Linked DNA regions of Mus musculus: region 2 is linked to region 1. A link is a contact called in public promoter capture Hi-C data. All regions are on one chromosome and are shown on one strand. The core of a region is the stretch at or near the end of the contact, and the rest is flanking DNA. Distances in the headings are between cores, read along the strand shown.

Region 1 (5,932 bases), core at 1,321-3,820:
CATATTGGAGAGATGTCGTCGTTCACTGAGTTCACAGAAGTGTTGCAAATATATTTGCCTAAAGTTCCTAGAAAACATTTTTTATTTTTTGTAAATGTTCCCTTCAAGGGTAGATATTTCATCCAAGTAAGGCCTGTTTTCACAAGTCAGAGAAGGTGGGTATGTAATAATGTTTATGGATGAACACACTTGCTTTAGGCTCTCAACACTTCAGGGAAATCTCGCTTTTGTGCTTCCTTCCTTCTGACCCTTTGCTTCTTTTTGCCTTCTTCTGTCGGTGGAGTTTTACTCTTTGTACCTTTTAAGTGACAGAGCTGTGATGAATAACGTTATAAGTTTGAGTCACTATGCTTAAGAAATCTATAAAACAAAAATGCCTCTAACTTGTAAGCCCCACTTGTCCAAGGACAGATGACTTCCTGGAGTTCTGGGGGCTGTTGTTTATGTAAGACAACAAGCCTGGTGTCTTCACTTCTGTAAACAAGGTTGGTTGCTTCAACCGCACAGGATGTTTTTGATCACATATAGGCAGAAGGTGCGAGTATGTCAGGATAGATGCTTGCCCCAACTGAATGAAGGCAGGAAGTAGCCTTACGGGTTTTGCCCTTGTAAGCACTTGACTAACATAATTCACGGCCATTCTCTGATAATCTGGGGGATTCATCTGGCCAGTGTCCATTGTCCTGGCCAGTATTTAATAAAGCTTGCTTCTGATTGGGCTCAAAAGTTGAAGTAGTGGTCTTATTCTTGCCTGGTGGGATTAACAAAATCCCCTCTTTCCTTGTATATTAGATGCTCAGAATATCTTCTCTCTAGATTATCCCTCATTCAGGTCAATGGCTACACGAGACACCTGCATGTTATACTTTGCATGTACATTGTTTTACCCTCTTGTTCCTGTCACCCTACAGCTCACTCTTTCCCATCTCACAGACCTCTGATCAAATGCACCGCCTGGATGAGGTCTCCTCTAACCTCATTATGTAAACAGCACTGATCTCTTTCTGCCGTTAACTGTGATAGTCTGAGTAGGTTTGGCCCAATAGACTCATGTGTATGAGTGCTTAGCCCATGGGGAGTGCACTATTAGGAGGGCCTCATTAGAGGACGTGCCACTTTGGGGGCAGGCTTTGAGGTGCTCAAGCTCCAATCAGTATGGAATCCAGTCTCCTCCTGCCTGCAGATCAAGATGAAGAACTCTCAGCTCCTTCTCCAGCACCATGTCTGCCTGCATGCTGCCATGCTTTCTGCCATGATGATAATGGACTAAACCTCTAAAGCTGTAAACAACTCCAGTAAAATGTCTTCTCTTATAAGAGTTGCCTTGGTCATAGTGTCTCTTCACAGCAACAAAACCCTAACTAAGACATTATCTTTGCTTTATTTTATATCAAAGTTTCAAATTTTACCTCCTGTCCTTCTATTGGAAATCTAGAGAGCTGGACAGATGGTTCAGGGTGAAGAGCACTGACTGCTCATGTAGAAGACGTGAGTTCAATTCCCAGCACCCACATGGAGGCTCACAATTGCCTCTAACTCCAGTTCTAGGGAACCCAACACGTGCATGCATGAGTACACACATGGAAAAAAACTAAATATTTTTTAAAACCCGCAATTTAAAAAACACATTATCTTCCAAATACTAGAATATATGCTGTATGGACTTTGAATTGCCTGTTGATGAGAATGAATGCCTAAGAGCAGTACCTGGCATACTATAAGTTTGAAAAATGTTTGTAATAAAGCAATGATACACATTAGTGTAAATGCTTCATAGCTCATGGGGTCTTTTATAGTTATATTCTTTTTAGCACCAATTTAATCTGCAGGGGAGTGAATTTTTCCTCTGTGAATATCAGAGAAATAATGTCACCTCCACGGAGGCCTCTTGAAAATTGTGACTCAGGTCCCTGAAATTATTCTCAGTTCTATGCATTATTAGATATGTGACTGTCATCTGGGGAGAAGAAATTATAATGTCTCCTAGAGAATCTTATGCTCTATCATTATCTGTCAATCAATATTTTAACATAAAAAGGAATGTAGGTTCTGATAAAGTGACAGGTATTTCAGATTAATTCATGAACAAAGGCATGTGACTATTAGGCTCTCATGACATCCCGGGCTAAAGAGATATGCAATTTACAGTTTTCCCATAGAAACGCATGCCCTTGGAGATGCATTGATCTTGGTGCTCTTGGGAACACATTGATCTTGAAGGCTCCATAGACATTTCTGCTTGGAGCAAAATACTACATGACATTCCTCACAGCTGTCAGCATGAGCTGGAAGAATCACAACTATCACTGACACACACACTTATGGGGCAGACGCGGTCTTTGCTCCTGGCTGTTCCAGGAGATATTGAGAGGGCAATACTCAGACCATTATCACCCTACTTTACTGCTAAGCCAGGAAATTCTACGCAGCTATGTGGATGAAAGCACACATCCGCTAGCTACCTGTGAGCTGCCTGAGGAATTCATTCACTCACGGAGTCTTCTGAGGGTGCTTGAGCTGGCACAGACTGACTGACTGACTGACTGACTGCATGAGAATTTAGTCACCGAGCTTGGATGCGTGCTTTGCAGTCTGACTCATTCCCCACGCAACCAGAATGAAGCTTGCACATGGCTCCCTGAGGATGTGAGACAAGAACCTGAGAGGTGTCAAGGAGATTTGTGGCCCTCTGGGAGGCTGCTAATGTTGTGGAAAGTTCCGGTGCTGTGCTTAGGCGCCTCTGTGTGCTGATAGTTCTCCATCTCAAAGCTCACATCAAAGAAATGGTAAGAAAAATCCAGGGTACTTCCCAAGATGTGGTGAAGCACGGAGCCTGTCACAGGCTGCAGAGGTGTGAATTTGCCCCCCTTTGTGAACAGCAAAAACATCTCCCTTGGAGGACTCTTAATTTATTTGTATTATTTTATTTAGTTATTTTGTTATTTTGTTACTGTAAACCTATTGCTCTCATTCCCAGTTCCATGAGTTAGTCAGTGTGTGACCATCACCTGAAGAGGCTGAGCTGTACAAACTAGTAAAGAGAGACCTCTGGAGGTAACGCCTTACCACACACAGCTTGCTGGTTTTCTCACAGCCGTCCCCTGTGAATCAACAGTGAAATCCCAACTAGACAGGGAATCTGGCCCCAAGGAGGAAAAGAGTAGCAGCAGCGAGAGATAAATACAAGAGACACAGTTGTACCTGGTGTGCTAGGGACTTGGAGTTCAGACCCAGGTCACCCACAGCGCTGACGAGCAACGTCATTAGACTCTAAGCAGTGTGGTGTGGTTTTATCAGAAGTGTACCATCCAGCATGTAATATTCAGACACTGCAGTCTTGACCAAACCAAGAGTCACAATGCAGTGTGGGGCAGTGGGAATTGTATTGATTAGCTAGTGTCTTAGCCACCATTCTGTTGCTGTGAAAAGACACCATGACCAAGGTAACTATTAGGAAAGAAAGCACGTAGAGAGAGGGAGGGAGGGAAAGATAGAGGGAGAGAGGGAGGGAGGGAGGGAGGGAGATAGAAGCTGAGTCCTGCATGGGCTTTTGAAACCTCAAAGTCCACACCAGTGAGACGTCCTCCAACAAGGCCACACCCACTCCAATATGACCATGCCCACCCCCACAAGGCCACACCCCCTAACCCTTGAAATATTTTATTTTCAGAGAGTTCTACTCTCTGATGATCATGTCCCCCACGGGCCTATTCTCATTCAAACCATCACAGCTTTTCACTGATGTTGCCAACATAAGAAAAAGATTTGTTTTGGATCTTGGCTTCAGAGTACTTAGAAGTCAATACTTAATACTATACATTAGGGCATCGGGAATATTTGGCAGGGAACAGACCAGGAAGGAGTCAGGGACAGAACACCCCTGTGGTGTTTGAATGAGAATGGCCCCATAGCTCCTATGTTTGAGTACTTGCCAGTTGGTGGAGCTGTTTGGGAAGGATTAGGAGGTGTGGCCTTGTTGAAGGAGGTGTGGCACTGGAGGGACTGTGGGGATAGGCTTTGAGGTTTCAATCCCACTCCATTCCCAGTTAGCTCTCTCTCTTCTTCCCACTTATGGACCAGATGTGAGCCTTCAGCTACTGCTGCATTGCTATATGTGCCTGCCTGTTACCAGGCTCCTCCCTATGATGGTGCTGATTTGGGCTTTTTGAGATGGGGTTTCTCTGTGCAGCTCTGGCTGTCCTAGAACTCATAGTGTAGACCAGGCTGGCCTTGAACTCACAGAGATCTGACTTTCTCTGCCTCCCCAGTGCTGCAATTAAAGGTGTGCACCACCAGCACTTGGCTACTGGCTACCCCTAACATTTTTATGTGGCTATTAGAGATTGAATTCTTTCTCACTGATGCATGCTTTTGTTAGGGTTAAGTCCAGAGTGCTTATTTTTGTGGTAGAGAATCCAGGTTCAGTTACACCACCTATATCAGGTGGCTCACATCTGCCTGTAAGCTCTCTCTGTAAGCTCTCAGAGGAACCAATGCTCTCTGGCTTTGGGGGGCACCTGCACACATGTGGTGCACTTAAACTCACTTATACATACATAAAAATAAACAAATCTTTTAAAAATGTTTTAAACAGCTATTTATAACTACCTTTACCCAAAGTTCAAGGAACTCAAATACAAAATAATTTATGAAAGATGATACCACTGGTTTTCAAGCCCCCATCCCTTGTACAATCAATAATATGAAGGCTGGGCAGTGGTAGCGCATGCCTTTAATCCCAGCACTTGGGAGGCAGAGGCAGGCGGATTTCTGAGTTCAAGGCCAGCCTGGTCTACAGAGTGAGTCCCAGAACATACAGTGCTATAGAGAGAAACCCTGTCTCGAAAAACAAAAACAAACAAACAATAATAATAATAATAATATGGTTAGTAGTGACAGACTTCTTCAAAACGTACTGAGATGGATAGGGTATTGAACTTTGAGTCTAAAGGCCTAGCTCTGGTCCATGGCAAATAGCGATCATTATTAGTGAGGTGAGAATTAACTTCTGTCCCAGATGTAAAGCCACAACTCATTTACATGTAGTATAAGCAGTGTTCGGGGACCGGGCTTCCTGAAACTGCCTCTGGCCATGATCTTTCAGGATGAACACCTTCAGAGGGTCCTTGCAGACTTTTCTCAGCCTGACCACAACCAGTTCAGGGGACCCTCTCCAAGCTACCCTGTTGCCAATCACTGTAGACCGAGCAGATGGTCTGATTCCTGCACTGAACTCTCCCTGGGTCTGAGTTCCTAGTCTGTCTGGCACACAGCTAACCTCTTCTCATAATTTCCAGATGAAATTCTATCTTTTTTTTCAAGGTCCAGAATAAGTATCTCTTTGAGTATGAACTTTCCCTGGATCCCCTGATCTATCTGAATCTCAAGAACACCCCGTCTATCCTCCTATGTGGGGCATTTGGCAATTCATCTGTCTCTTCCCCGCCTGTAGAATAGACATTTCTCTTCTTTGTATGGGTCTGGGATGATTAAGTCAGAAGGAATGGATAAGAGCTTCCCAAACAGCGGATAAAGCATTGCTTTTGGGCATGTCTCTGATCGATGCTTCCAGAAGACATTATCCTTTGAATAGGATGGCTTGAGTGAAGCAGATGGTCACTCCCACTGTCCTTTTGTCCACTGTGGGCTGTTAAGAGATTGAATGATACCTCCGAGCTCTGCCTCCTGAGCAAGATAATTTTACCTAGTGAAAGTATGCTGTTCTTTGCAATTATTCATGGACTTGTAATGAACATAATTGGCAAATCAACATTGGCTATGGTCAGGGTACATCCCCAAAGTTTGAGTACTGGAAACTCAATCCCCCTCTAGTTGGAGAATAAGGTATAGAGATAGGGAACTGGGCCCCTTGGATAGGGCTCTCAAGGATTGATTAATATTCCTGTGGTGGGTTCCTTATCTCACAGACTGG
Region 2 (6,144 bases), core at 1,125-3,624, 180 kb before region 1:
CCAAATGGAATGAGATTCCTGGAATCAGATACATCTTGAAAGCTTCAGTCATAATTGTGACGATAAATTCTTTGGATTTTTACAGAAACAGCCAAGTCAGTTATGGCGAAACACGCCCATGTTCCCAGTGGTCAGGATACTGAGACAGAGGATCTGCTCCAAGTTCAAGGTCAATTTGATCTAGATGGTGAATTCCAGGCCAGTCAGGCAGCTACACTGCAAGCAAGATCCTGTCTTTTAAAGAAGTTGTCCATAGCGAAGCTCAATTTATTCTGATCCCTTCTCCCTCCCTCTTCCTCTCTCTATCTCTATCTTTCTATCTCTATCTCTATTTTTCTATCTCTATCTCCCTTCTCTCCATCCCTTCTGCCCACCCCCCTTTACCTACAAGCCCAACAGGTTGTGTCTTCCAAGAAAAGGTTGTGGAGAGAATGAAAAGAATTCTGAAAGCTAAAGTTTTGCTTTAGGGGTATGTTTTATTCTTCAAACCTCATAGATAGAAAAAAAATCAATCAAAATAACCTAATAAGTGGATCCTATAATAATAAGCACCAGGCATGCCCTCCCTGAAACCATACAAATCTTCGTATCTCTTAAGGCACATTTTGAAACTTTTTGCACCTTGCTATATAGACAGAGTACATTAAGTTCTTCTTAGGCCAGTCTAGTAGTGAGAATTAAGTTCATCGGCATCGGCGAATTCCTTTATAAAAAGGGCCCACAAGGGTCAGGCTGCCTGTTCTACCTGGAGAGCACACTGTAGGATAGATACCTACTAAGTCATGGGGGAAGGAAAGAATGTACCGAAGGTACTGTATGAACATCCCATGGATCTTATTCCCAGCCCTGGACACCACTAGATAAAGAGCCTCAGTCAAATAACAAATTATTCTCCCCCAGCTGTTTCCTCCACTCCTGCCTCCTCTCCCCCCACCTTTCCTTCTCTCATAAGTTGCCAGTCATAACTGTTGTGGGTTTGTATATGCTTGGCTCAGGGAGTGGTACTATGAGAAGGTGTGGCCTTGCTGGAGGAAGTAATGTGGGCGTGGGCTTTGAGACCTTTCTCCTAGCTGCCTGGAAGCCAGTCTTCTCCTGTTTGCCCTCAGAACAAGATGTAGAACTCTTAGCTCCTACAGAGCCATGCCTTCCTAGGTGCTGCCATGCTTCCTGCCATGTTGATAATGGACAGAACCTCAGAACCAATAAGCCATCCCCAGTTAAATGTCCTTAAGAGTTGCCTTGGTCATGGTGTCTCTTTACAGCAATGGAAACCCTAAGACAACTGTAATGTTAATTTTGATTTCTTAAGAAATTCTTATGAAGTACCCTATCTCACTATGTAGCCCAGACTGGCCTCAAACTTGCAGTCTATCTGCCTTCTAGTGCTCGGATTAAAGGCATGTGTCATTAAGCTCAGCTTCACCTAATAAGCTCTACTATAATATCTAGAATGAACTCACACAAAAAGAGATTTATTGTGTGGTTCCAAATTACAGAAAGCAGTTCCACTATCAATATCAAACTAGCAGTTAAGGGGACCTTGTGGGGAGCTGAGCTCCACATATACCTAATGCAGCTCTTATTCATCTGTCAATCACTTTCACAACATTACCTTAAAACACAACCCACAGGCTCAGAGATGCCTAGAGCACTTCCTGCTCCAGGAATCTGAAGCCCTCTTCTGGCGTCCATGGACACTGCACTCACAGTGGCATAAATTCATACAGACATACACAGATATACACACACATCTTTAACTTTAGCACTCAGGAGGCAGGAGCAGGCAAATGCAGAATTCCTGACTAGTTTTGTTTGCAGAGTAAGTTGCAGGCTGGCCAGGGCTACATGGTGACATTCTATCTAAAAAACGAAAGAAATAAACGACCATCCACATCTCAAACCCCCATGACCCTCAACCCCACAAACATTGAAAAAAAAAAGTAATTAATCTTTCCTAATTCTTAGATGATAAGACACCCCTCCATGTTGTTCTCATCACCATCCCCTCCTCAAAGCTGTCCATTTCCCCACCTACCTCCCTTTTCCAAAGCGGGGGAAACGCTGAGATCAGTCGGAAAGTCTTTCTGAGAAGAGTGGTCTCGCCTTCTGGGTCTGCTCCAGTCGATTCAAGATGAACTGGCTCGTATCAATGAAGCGCTCGACGCAGTTCACCAAGCAGAGCTCCGCCCGGCCATCCAGCCTGGGCCCGGGCTTGTCCATGCACTTCTCCCAGCAGAGCTCTGTCATGTGGTGGATGAGCAACTGCACCCTCTGCTTCTGCACCTCTGCCTCCATGAACCGCTGCAGCTGCGGGTCTGAAGATCCCAGGCTGGTCCCCCGGGAAGACCAGGCGGACTCCATGACAGCGAGCCAGGGACCGGAAGTGCCCCACCCACCAGGCGTCCTGCTAGAGAACGAGAACCGGAAGTGTCATGGCTGCCTCAGGCCCACCTAGGAAGCTTGGCCCTTTTAGTCTGCAGGCTGCTCTGCCTGGCTCCGCTTACCTTAGTAAAGATTTTTAAAGGAAATCTTAAATTAGCACTGTTAGACTCCGTAAGGCTTTCCAAATCGTTCATGAACAAGCTGATGGCAGTCAAACTCAGGCTGAATGAAGAAGACAATGGACCAAGGAAGCAATGCTTACCTTTGGTTCATCCTAAACCCATCGGCTTACATTTCCCAAGATAAAATTTGACAGACATTTCGAAGATACAGAGGATCTACAGACCATTCTCAGAAAGCGTTTCTGACTGATGCCCTCATTTGCCAAAGCCATACAAGGTGGTGCTCAATTCTATTTGGTCCTAATTTTTACCAGGTCCTAATAGATGGCTAAGTCTCCCTCCATTTTCAACCCTCGACAGTCATCATCCCTACCTTGACTAGAATATTACATCGGGTTCTGTTTGCAACATTCCAGATTAAGGGAGAAGTGGGAGAAAAATACGTGACCCAATGAACGGACACCATGAACCCATTTGTATGACTTCAGCCTCCTGCACACCTGTTGCTACCCACACATTTACTTGGTCCTGGCCTTCTAACTCCTCTTTCCTGTGGGGCATAACCACTGAAAATATGCCTTTTTAGGGATGTGAGATCTTCAGCTCTTTAACCTTTAAGAAGATTTTGGTTAAAAATGGGAAATAAAGAAGGATTGAAAATGTCACAATGTTGGGAACAAGCAAAAGAAACTCATTCTAAGTACTACCATTTCATTTCCAGACTCCATTTAAGCACAGGGAGAAACTAAATTCAAGGTCCAGGGCCCCAGGGGGAGCTGGGGACTTCTCTATAGCTGAACTGCTTCTGTTGTAAATAGTTGTCTGAGTCCTGGTATCTCAGATACAACTTGTAAGGAGACTTTTGTCTGAGACCAGTTATCTCAAGGACAACTCCATCTTGCTGACAGGGTCAAACAAGTTCATATTCTCAGGCCTGGGAACGAACACATATCCTACTTCTCCAAATATTTTCTTAATTGTCTTTTAACTGGTAAAGAATATAGAAACTGATGTTATCTAAACCAAGGTGCATAAGTTTTATACCCCAACTAACTACATGCAGCTGGCCCACTCCTTTACCCCGTTATCACTCTGAGCTCAGGACCTAATGTCTAGGAGAATGCATTAAAGACCTTGAAGCCAGGTACTCTGGATACAGTCCAGTCTCCAATGGGAGACTTGCTTAACCCCTTGATTTATGTTCCCATCTTTTAGAAATGTTGTACAGTTTCCTTTCTGGGATGCAGTTCAGATCCAGAGCTGGCTGCCCCAGTGAGCACTCGGAAAATAAAGCTTTCATTTTTAAGCTTCCATATCTGAAGCTGGTTTTCTTGGTTTCCACTCTGAACCCCCACAGTTAGAAGGCTGGAGATGGTTCAGATGTTTAAAACAATTGAAGTTCTCCCAGGGGACCCGACTTAGTTTCCAGCACCCACATGGCAGCTCACAACTGTCTGTATTCTAGTTCCAGGGGATCTGACACCATCTTCTGACCTCCGTGGACACCAGGCATGCAGATGGTACATAGACATACATTAGGAAAGCACTGGAATATGTTTTTAAAAATTTGAAGAAAAAGTCACAAATTCTTCAGTCTGTGGAAATGCAAGAGACCCAGTTAGGTAGGTTGGATGCTATAAAGGCGAGAAATACAACCACCCAAAGCCTACTGCTCTACTGTTGGCTGGGATGTGTAAGTAATTACCAGTGACTCTCTCAGGCTGTTCCTCACCAGCTCTATCTTCCTTATTGCTGTAAGGAATGTCAGTTTGTTTAAACAAACAAAGAACCACAAAACTCTATGGATCAAAGACTGGCCCTGAACTTGATAGGCAGCCTAGGTTGGTACCAAACTCTTTTCTTTGTGGATTGGATATTTTCTATATTTACATTTCAAATGTTTTCCCCTTTCCAGTTCTCCTCTTCGGAAACCCCCTATCCCATCCCTCCTCCCCCTGCCTTTATGAGGGTGCTCCACCATCCACCCACCCACCCACTTCTGTCCTCCTGCCCTGGCATTCCCCTACTCTTAATCCCCCACTTCTGTCCCCTCCAGTGCTGGGGTTACAGGTAATTCCCACCACTTGTCAACGAACAAGAGACCCTACTTTTAATTTTCTGCAGCAGTGCTGGTGCCTGAATCCAGGGCTCCTGCATGCTACACAGCACACCAGCAATTGAGCCACATGACCAACCCTTTCAATCTATTTACATCTGTAAAACTGTAAAACTGTAAAACCAACAACTTTTGGGTATCATTTGGGAACTTCCTCTGGGCAATTAGAATTCTTGTTTTCTCCTGGGAGACTCTCCTCATTTTGGCTGGGGACAAATGTTTGCTTTTTTTTTTTCTGTTTTTTTTTTTTTTTTTTTTTTTTTTTTTTTTTTTTTGTTCTCCCACAAGGTGTGCCTTGGCTGGCCTTCTCTGGTTGCTACTTATGCACGGACACAGGCACTTGGCAATCACTTTTACTCGTGTGAACTTAGTGTGTGCCTTGCTCACAGTGGCTCCTTAGTAAATGCTTACTGATATGTTTATAAAAAGATAAAGAAGTATAAGATATGTTTTGTGGGGCTGTGGTGAGGTATGGGGGAAGAGGGTGTGGTGGACCTATGCCAATTACCCCTGAGGGACCAGTCACATGAGTTAAGAGGGTAGTAGAGCCAGAGAAAGGCAGAAAGAGTAGAGAAGTAGAGGCCAGCCATGGCCACAAGTGTGTGGAGAGAGGGTTGGGGGAAGGGGAGAGCAAGAGCAAGAGCAAGAGAGAAGCAAGAGGGAAGCAAGAGTAAGAGAGGAATGAGGGGCCAAGCAGCCCTTTTATAGTGGATCAGGCCTACCTGGCTATTGCCAGGTAAATGTGGGGTTGAGTTTAGACAGAATGCTAATACTTATGGGATGAATAATGCATGTATGAAGTATGAGGGGCATCTCATAATATCTTGCTTTTATTGGACTTCCTAGGTGGTACTGTTTAACAATGGGACTCTAATTGGCTTGAGCCATGAAAGACATTACTTATGGGATCTTGTGATCTGTGTGTCAATCATTTATCTGTAAAAACTTGTTTCAGTTCTTCCTTATGTAGGTAGTAGGGAAGGAAATTTATGGCTATTTAGGACTTTTTAATCTAGGTTATTTTTGACAGACCTGGAATTTGGAAGGTATCACTTGGGGCCTCAATTTACAAATGGAAAAAATCAGGTGTAATGGTCTCTGTCCGTAGGGGGAGAGTTTGGGGTATGCTGACACATTGTACCCTGTGGGAAAGCAGGTGAGCCCAGTCACAGGGAACCACTTTCCTCCGACCAGGATATAGAACTGGCTGCTGACAGAAATGGGTCTCATGCAGGGTTCCATGAGAGCCTCTGAAGAAACAGCAACAGAGACGACAATGTTGCAGTGACAACTGAAGCACTGTCTCAATCAATGGATGTGTGAAGTATTCTCTTATTAGCCAGTGCTCTAGTAGGGGAAACCATTTTCTGTGAAATGGAACGAAGAGAACAGCGGTGGTCATGGGCAGCCCAGCCTCTTTTGCCTTTCCCTGCTGGTGAGGAGACCATTTAATTTGCACTAGAGTGCCAGCCAGCCCTGTAAACCTCAGCTCTTAGAAGTAAACCCAGCCCATCTAGGTTGCAA

The links. Promoter capture Hi-C pulls out the DNA fragments that hold promoters and counts their contacts.
Region 2: a promoter capture Hi-C map of trophoblast stem cells shows a contact between it and region 1, with 2.9 times the contacts expected there. The contact joins the promoter of Timm8a2 here to the enhancer-like site in region 1. A contact is called at or near these places in 7 of 39 promoter capture datasets (cranial neural crest, hematopoietic stem and progenitor cells, liver and 3 more), 1 of 15 datasets of contacts at CTCF or cohesin (pro-B cells), 1 of 484 Hi-C or Micro-C datasets (embryonic stem cells), 1 of 115 datasets of contacts at active chromatin or transcription factors (embryonic stem cells) and 2 of 9 other capture datasets (adipose tissue and liver).

Annotation. Positions count from the first base shown.
Region 1 is chr14:121,849,434-121,855,365 of GRCm38.p6, reverse strand. No RefSeq gene overlaps it. Among named protein-coding and RNA genes, the nearest start is that of Ubac2, 26 kb to the left of the region's middle. Within about 2 kb of position 2,570, at least 24 of the 459 cell types and tissues checked have an H3K27ac peak or open chromatin away from gene starts, as enhancers often do. A contact at or near this core is called in trophoblast stem cells, where this site is marked.
Region 2 is chr14:122,030,904-122,037,047 of GRCm38.p6, reverse strand. Timm8a2 (translocase of inner mitochondrial membrane 8A2) reads right to left here and starts at 2,374. Exons shown (of 2, transcript NM_001037744.1): 1 at 2,036-2,374. The coding sequence starts at 2,361. The coding sequence ends at 2,068.